Regions from separate parts of the Triticum aestivum genome. Here region 2 is linked to region 1. Evidence: chromatin contacts called from public Hi-C data. All regions are on one chromosome and are shown on one strand. The core of a region is the stretch at or near the end of the contact, and the rest is flanking DNA. Distances in the headings are between cores, read along the strand shown. Region 1 holds the start of LOC123157389. Region 2 holds the start of LOC123162120 (cyclin-dependent kinase inhibitor 1).

Region 1 (4,075 bases), core at 143-2,642:
TAGCCTAGCTTCATACACGTGTGTGTACTTCGCTGGAAAGCACCCCCAGTAAGCCGTGAGTCAAGGTCGAAGTTGCGCCAACAGGAATGACATGAGCGCCATGGTCGAGCGTTGCGTCGACGAGCAAAGTAGAAGCGGCGGTGAACCAGGAGTGGCTGTGTGGATTAGTTATAGCGTCCTGCCTCAAAGGACGGGCCACACCGACTTACGGAAGGCCACGTACGAGCGGATCATTGGCAGTGACGAAGCCAGTGGGGGCGAGCTAGGGCCATGGCTGCCACATGGCAATCTATTTTCTGAAACAACCTTAGGGCCTCTTTGATTCATAGGACTGCAAAAACACAGGAATAGGAAACACGTAGGATTGGAATGGCATGTCCAGCGGATCCCTATAGGATTTGAGTTTGTTTGATTGTTCCATGGGAAAAACAAAGGATTTCTTCCAAGAGGTTGGAGTGGATGTTAGAATTCCTGTGAAATGTAGTACAAATGAATCCTTAGGAAAAAAATCCTACAGGACTCAATCCTACGAATCAAACGATCGACGTAGGAAAAATTCCTAAAGATTCTAATCCTTCAAAGATCCTACGGAAATCCTTTGAATCAAAGAGACCCTTAGATTGTTAGCTTAAAGTGTTCTAAATTTGTATGTTTGTCCCTCTTAACATTTTATCTTTTCCATTGGTCCCTCTTTAGTATGCTTCGTGGCTCCGTCCCTGATCATCGGCACCTCCAGGGCCCACTCGCCCATTTTCTTCAACTACAAGCAGATCCTCTACCAATTAGACAAGAATATTTACCTGGGTTCTCATCCATGCCTAGATGATCAGCCCTTAATTTGACTCAAAATTTGTTCTTTTCATGTTATGTGAGTAGCCTGTTGGTTACACATAATAGAGTAACTGTAAGTTTTTGAATAATAAAAACTGTAAGTTTCACGCCATCAAAGTCGAGGATGGTTAGTGGCCTTGGCTCATGCAAGGCATGTGGTTGATCGATTCATGTTCGTGTTCATCATTTTCTTTCGTTGCAACGCACAGACATATGTGCTAGTATCTTCAAAGGAAAAGCTAGATACGAAAAATCTCCGAAAATATAGCCCCCATGGTTCCATTCAAACAGGCCCCCCTACTATTTACTTTTTTTTTTAGAATCAACAGGCCTTCCTACATGAAACATTATTGAATTGTATTTCTATACGTGCACGGGGTACGTACGCATTCCTCATCTTTATCATACGAGCCGCGTAGGATAGCTTTGACCCATCACCACGAAAATCATTTCTTTAACAAACCCGCTGACGAGAAACCCAATCCCGTACTCGTGCAGAAACCGCAAAAAAGGAGGCGCAGAAGTTCACGGAAACGCAAAAAAGAAAGAAATAAACAAATCCGCGACGAACCAAACGCCAAAGCGACCCATCTCCTCCCTTCCGATCTCCATCTCCATCTCCATCTTCTCTTCCCGTCCCGTCTCCGCTAGTCCCCCTTCCGAGCGAGACAGCAGCGCAAACCCTCCCTCCCCCACCTGCCGCCGCCTCGATTCGCCGCCTAGGTCCGTCCGGCGAGGTAGGGCGGGAGGCGCGGCGGCTGGTGGCCATGTGGCCCGGCTGCGGCGGCCGCTTCTACTGGGCGCCAGCGCCGCCGTCGGGGGCGAGGGGCGTCGTGGTCGTGTTCGCGTGGGTGTGGAGCGACGAGGCGCAGCTGCGGCCGTTCGTCGAGCTCTACGCCTCGCTCGGCTGGCGCTGCCTCGTCTGCCACCCCGACCTCGTATCGCTGTGAGTGGCGCTGCTTCCCCCATCCTCCCGCTCTCGCTCCCTGCTACTTGTCGCTTGTGCTAGCTGCTTGATTCGGGAGATCTGTTGCTCGTCTGGGCTCGTAGAAGTGGCCGCCTGTAGCTCTGCGGCCTCATGGAGTGGAATCATAGCTGCGGTTAAGTTTAATTTTAGAGATTCTGAGATTGGTCACTGATGCTGTAGCTGCGGTTAGGTTTAATTTTAGAGATTCTGGGATTGGTCATTGATTTCGTAGCTGCGGTTAGGCTTGATTTGAGATTGGTCGCTCATTTTGTGTCTACCCGAATCATTGGGGACGAGGCTTTATCCTTCAGGTTTAGCTTGTTATGAAAATTTCTCTGGAGTTCGATTAGTTGATGGGCAGTGTTCGATCGGTCACTCGATTCATCACTGCATGTTACTAGTTCTCTTAGTTTGAGAATCTCTGTAACTGTGCAATTTATACTCTTCTATATTTTGCATGGTTTATCTTGTCGCTTTGTGCGCTTTTTGGTAAATATACCTACGTACCTGCAGCATGCGAGCGGTTAGCGTCTTAGCGATCTTGTGTGTTTGGGGTTTGGTTAGGCTTTGAGATTTGGTAAAGCTATATTTATTGGAGGATAATGGAAGGTTTTGCATTGTGGTACTTGGATTTTTGTGCAATTGAGGATGCGAAAAATTGAAGGTATCAATTTTAGTAGTAAGTAAAATGAAACACAAGAATATTGAACCTTCTGAAACTACTAGTATGTTGAACTAGCAAAAGGAGCTAAAATAACATATGGATTGCTTCAATATGTTAAGAATGTTTGGTACATCCATCCAGAGTTTTGTTGCCTGAACACAGTTTGTGCATCTGCAAGCTTGGTAGTCATTTATGTAGTTTGTGCAGAGACCTCAGAGTAATTTTATTGAATAGCATTAGCAAATTAAGTGCATCAAATCAGATGTTGCTGGAGGTAGAGGGTCTTCATCAGCATCATCTGTTGCTGGTAGAGCTATAGGCTTCATTCAGCAGGGTATTTCACCTAAAATGACACTTGAGTGAGTACCATTGTAACACTAGGTCACTAGCAATGGAGTTCCTTGCATCGTGCTTCAGTTATCTACTTATCTTATACTTGAAGGGCTATGGTGTAAACTTGCATATGGGGTCTTCTGCAGTCTGCACCCTTAGGTTCCTATTTACACCTAATGGCACTATACTGATTCTTTTCTTCTTCCAGGTATCTCTCTGAGAAAGCAGCAACATTGGCATGTGGTGTTATTAGTGAGCTGGCAAAGGTACATCTTTTTTTCTTGGTTGTTGTACTCCACAAATACCATGTTGTATAGTAAGCATTAACAACTCTATTGTTCAAATGAAGAAAATAATACTCCCTCCGCCCGGAAATACTTGTCGGAGAAATGTATATATACATCCATTTCTTCGACAAGTATTTCCGGTCGGAGGGAGTAAGTAACTTTGTTCCTTGTTGTTTTAGTCAATGATCATATTGTATTTAGCCTACTCCAGCACTGACACTATTTTGTACTCCCTGCTTCCCAAAATCTTGGGCGTATTAAATTCTGCATGCAATTCCATAATATAGGACGCACAGTTACAGCCTCACCAACGATTAGCTACTTTTGTGGAAAAAAAAGAAAGCACGTACGAGCATCTAGTGCGGTTACCTTTCATCGTTTGAGATTGGATCGGTCAACAAAGAGTGGGACAAAGGAGATCGTGCATGCTCCACCGTTTTCTTTCAGTTACCTCTGTGCGATGGCTCACGTAAGAATCAATGGGTTAATTTTCGTGCTAATACCTAATACGCCCAACATTTTGAGAAGGAGGGAGTGATACACATGTGACTTTCTCTTTTTGCTCCTTAATCATCCAAATGATTTATATACAAAAAATGTATAGATGTAAGAACCCCTGGCAGAACGCATGAAGTTAGAGTTTGACCCTTCACCCCTTTCCATTTATTTTATACTTTGTGTCCAAGCGGCAACCTCTACATAATCTTCTTGCTGATTTAGAGTCTGAAATATTTGCATGTTGACACATTATAAACTTTCTGTATTGTTTAGAAGAATGAATATAAGCTCTCGTGGAATGGGACTTCTGTTTACTATCTTTCCACTTGGTTGCAGTTAATTATTTTTACAATTTTTTGTTTTTAACTATGTGAAATGCTGGTGTTTCAGGAATTGAAAGTAAAGCCATTGCCAACTGTGTTTGCTTCTTTTTCTGGTGGCTCAAAGGGATGCATGTACAAGGTTATTCAGGTGCATGCTTGTTTGATTCTTCCT
Region 2 (4,172 bases), core at 138-2,637, 140 kb before region 1:
TCAACGCCACCACTATTTGAAAAAAAAATAGTGCTGACGTTGGTTGTAAATGGCGCGTCACCAATGAAAGTTATGGCTAGCAGTTTTTTCACTAGTGTCCGCCGTCTGTGTGCTGCACGCAAAGTGCTCGATGAAATGGTGAAGAAATGAGTTTTTTTAAAGGGGAGAGAGGAGTGTTACACAGACAAGTGGGCTCCATGTCCAGCAAAACGATTTAATGTAACGGCGTGAGAAATTAGTGTCACGTCATCCTGGGGAGCCCCATATGTCATAATCTCACTTAACGGTGCCATAACCACCGATCAGTGGTTTTTGCAAAACCATTACTATGGTGTTTTCTACAACAAAACTGTAACATAGTGTTTTCCGCAAACCTAACCTTCAAAGCGAACCGTACGAGATACATCGGAAAGAGGCCTCCACACGCTCTCCGACGAAGTGAGATGCACCTCCAGGACGGAGGCTAAGCGAGGAGAACCTTTATTCTATTTGTAGGGAGCCGCCGCCACCTCGCCCTCTTGAACAGGATCAAACCTAAACAGACTAAAGAAACACCTAAACATGAAGCATGAGCCATTCCGTTGGCAAGGGGTTGGGATCCACCGCGCCTTCTCAACCAAACTAGATGAAGCCCACTGTGATCTAGAGACCCGCAAACGACACTTGCAACTTATCGTGTGGGTGTTTTCTTCTTTCGAAAAAGCTTACAGTGTTACATGAAGACGAAGTTTATTCGCTGGTTATTTTTTGAAAAAAGTTCACTGCATAGTAAAAATGTTCAGTTTTTTTTAAATAAGAACATTCAGTGAAGGACCTGCAACAACCTCCGGATTGTATTGTGCACATTATTTCGGCAGAGATCCCTGCCTACTTCGAATAAATAGAGGGAGGGTGGTGAATTTCGAAGAAAGAAAAGAACATTCAGTGAAGCATTCAGCAAGCCCGATCTCAAGAAAATGTACCAACGTGATCCACGCATGCATGCGCCGTGCGCCTCGGAGTGTAACCAGTAACCCCCGTCCGGCGCGTCACGTTGCAACGGTGCAGCATTAAACTCGCACAATTAAGCCCGGCACCCGTCACGCCACAAGCCCATCCTCGCGAGGGGCCAAGTTTTTAAATTCAAAATCCGAACCCCAACCGTCCGATCGATCCCCTCGCTGGTACTACCCGGGTACTACTCCGTGTAGTGCGCCGTTACAGCAGCAGTACCGTATCACGTTCCGTCCGCGTCACCGTCACCTCAGGCCGCCCGGCTGCGCCGTCCCGTCCAGATCCAGGTCACGGCGCCGTCAATTCCCCCGAGCGAGCGCTCGGCCGTCCGATCCGAATCCGGTCGGCCCCACCGGACCGGGTATTTGTACGCCGGAGGAGCGAATTTGCTGGAGCTCTCTCTCCCTCTCGGAAGCCTGCGGAGGCAAACGGCCAAAGCGACGGGTTGTTTCTTTTCGTCCGTTCGCGGATGGGGAAGTACATGCGGAAGTGCAGGGGCGCGGCCGCGGGCGGCGGCAGGGCGGCGCCGGCCGTCGTGGAGCACCGCGCGCCGGTGGCCCTCGGCGTCCGCACGCGGTCCCGCGCGGCCGCCTTCGACGCTAAGAGGAGGAAGCAGCAGGCGACGACGTCCACGGCAGCGCGCGCGGTGGACGATGCGTTGCTGGGCCGTGACGGCGGCGACGCGGCCGGCGGGTGCTACCTGCATCTCCGGAGCAGGAGGCTGTTCATGCCTGCTTCCGCGGTGGTGGATCGGCTCCGGGGACAGGGGGCGGACGAGGAGGCTTCGACGGCGAGGCTGGCGGATTCCGGGCCTTCCGTGGAGGCGGGGGTCGTCGCCGGGGTCTCGCGCTGCTCGAGCACCGCGTCCACGGCAGCAGACGTGGCGGCTAGAGAGAGGAGCGGCGACGAAGCAGAGGTGAGTGGTCCACTGCCCTAGAATTCTCCGCTACTTCGAGCTGTCGATCGGGCCGTTTCTGCTGCTGAATTAGGAGGTTTGGTTCCTATGTCTTGTCCTGCAGGCGTGCGAGAGTCGCGACGTGGAGAGCTCCGTCAGCGACTCTGAGTGCGGCGACCGGGACAGGTGAGTCCTCCTCTCTCGATATATACCGACGGGAATTCTGCTGAATTATCCATTGTTTTCTACTCTACAAGGTGATCTTGAGTTGAGGGGCCTGGCTTTGCTTCTGAATTTGACCTGTTGGATTGTACTAATCCAGGAGGGAGGCGACGCCGTCGAGCCGTTCGCCGGTAGATTTGAGCGACCTGGAGTCGAGCCAGGCGGCGGACGAGCAGAAGCACAAACGCAGGAGGTGTCCGGCAGCAATGACGGCGACAGCAGCGCCATTCCACTTAGACTCGGAGGCGAGAGCAAGGATGCCACCGGCGGCAGAGATCGACGAGTTCTTCGCCGCCGCCGAGAAGGCCCAGGCCGAACGCTTCGCCGCCAAGTAAGTGGAAATTTACAATTGAGCGCATCCGCACGCACGTACATACTCCCGTCTTGGCAGTCGCTCGATCGTCGTCACAGACGCCCCCGTGCCTAAGCATTGTGCTGCCGCTGCCTCATCGCAGGTACAACTTCGACGTCGCGCGCGGCGTGCCGCTCAACGCCGGCCGGTTCGAGTGGACGCCAGTGGCCACCGTCTGAGGCCCGCCCTGAGCAGAGCATGATGCAATTGACGGGAAGCGTGGCGGCGGCTCGCGTAGAAAGGGAAGGCCTGCTGGGAGTGAAAAGAGACGCTGATCCAACCCCCAAAGGAAAACAGTAAAGAGAAAGAGGAGTAAAAAAGAACAGAATAATCCCATGCACAGCAGGCCTATAGCTAGGCATGCACTAGTCCTATTCCTCCCGATCCAACTTGTTCAAATTTGATTCGGTTTTTAACTTCTTCTGTTTCTTTTTACCTTTCACTAGGCCACGGCGATCGAAAATAGGCTTGGCCGTTGTGTAACTCCTGTTTCCGTTTCCAGTTGGTACGTATCTTGCGGGCGGCATTGAATGCGCAGCAGCGGCCGGCAGCTCTGCGCTGCTGTGCTGCAGGCCTACCTGCAACAGCGAACCCCCGCCGGCCACCTTCTGCTACTGCAGCTTCCGCTTCTCTCGCAGTATTTTGTTCTTCGTACAGTCACGCTTGTCTTCTTCCCCGTCTCCGGCGATCTTTCTCCCGTTCATCCTCTCATTGCGGCGAAACAGCGCTCCGTCCTGTAGGGAAGGGAGAAAGAGAGAGAGAGGAAGCTTTGTCTGTCCGTCCATGGCGTGCCGTGAAGAGGAGGTTAGGTGAGGCCGGCAGCTAAACAAGTGTAATTACGGCGAAATGATTTGGGATCTGGTGCTTGGGCACGCACATGCGCGGATGGCAGGACGGGTCTGGGATAGGGCAGGCAGGGGGTGGTGGAGATGGGCGGGGGGAGGGAGGAATGTCGCTTTTCTTTCATCGGGATCTGTGGGTTCGTGGCGGTGAATCGGTAACAAACGGGGAGTTCTACCGATGATTCGTGGGGCAGATAGATAGGGGCACGTGCAGCTGCTGCTGCCCGCAAAGCAAGAGGCAGTATATGCTGGGCTTTGCCAGTGTAAGATGCTTCTTCTTTCTTTCCGTGCGTATGCTACTAACATGCTACTGTTGGGTCTGGCCCTTTGAGTTATTTTGGATCTACTCCAGTTGGGATTGCTGAAATTTAGTCTATATTGGAGCAGCCCAATAACTATTTCAGAAATTCCTAATAAATCCTAGAGGCCCAATTAGCCCATTTGTGCAAGGCAAGGGATATTACTAAAGTTTAGTCTCACATTGCTAGTCTAGTGAGAGTTGGACCTCCTTATAAGGGAGGTTCTTTCCCTACTTGTACGAGCATGAGAACAATAGGGACATCCACGCGCGCTCCCCCTCCTCTGCCGCGCGCCGCGCCGCGGGTTGCTTGAATGAGTCGAGCCGATGTCTAATTTTTGCCACGCACTACGGGTATACGCATCCATCTCTTGTGCCTATATAAGAGAGGTCGCTCCTCTCCAGAGAGACACATCAGAAGGTCCTCTTCCTCTCGCCACACAAGTTCCATTCTCTGCGCTGCTGTTGTCTTCCTCATCCCGGCTTGCGGCGTGCACCGCGAGTCGGGACAGTAGGCCTCCGGAACCGCACCTTTTGAGTCCTGTACGGGAGAAGGGTGATAAGGTTTTT

The links. A called contact is a pair of places that touch in the nucleus more often than the background predicts.
Region 2: a Hi-C map of leaf shows a contact between it and region 1, with 4 times the contacts expected there. The contact joins the promoter of LOC123162120 here to the promoter of LOC123157389 in region 1. A contact is called at or near these places in 2 of 5 Hi-C or Micro-C datasets (both in leaf).

The regions. Positions count from the first base shown.
Region 1 is chr7B:89,316,704-89,320,778 of IWGSC CS RefSeq v2.1, reverse strand. LOC123157389 reads left to right here and starts at 1,392. Exons shown (of 7, transcript XM_044575666.1): 1 at 1,392-1,777; 2 at 3,004-3,061; 3 at 3,971-4,051. The coding sequence starts at 1,599.
Region 2 is chr7B:89,452,972-89,457,143 of IWGSC CS RefSeq v2.1, reverse strand. It overlaps LOC123162120 (cyclin-dependent kinase inhibitor 1), which reads left to right and starts at 1,387. Exons shown (of 4, transcript XM_044579916.1): 1 at 1,387-1,909; 2 at 2,013-2,074; 3 at 2,211-2,441; 4 at 2,566-2,945. The coding sequence starts at 1,463. The coding sequence ends at 2,641.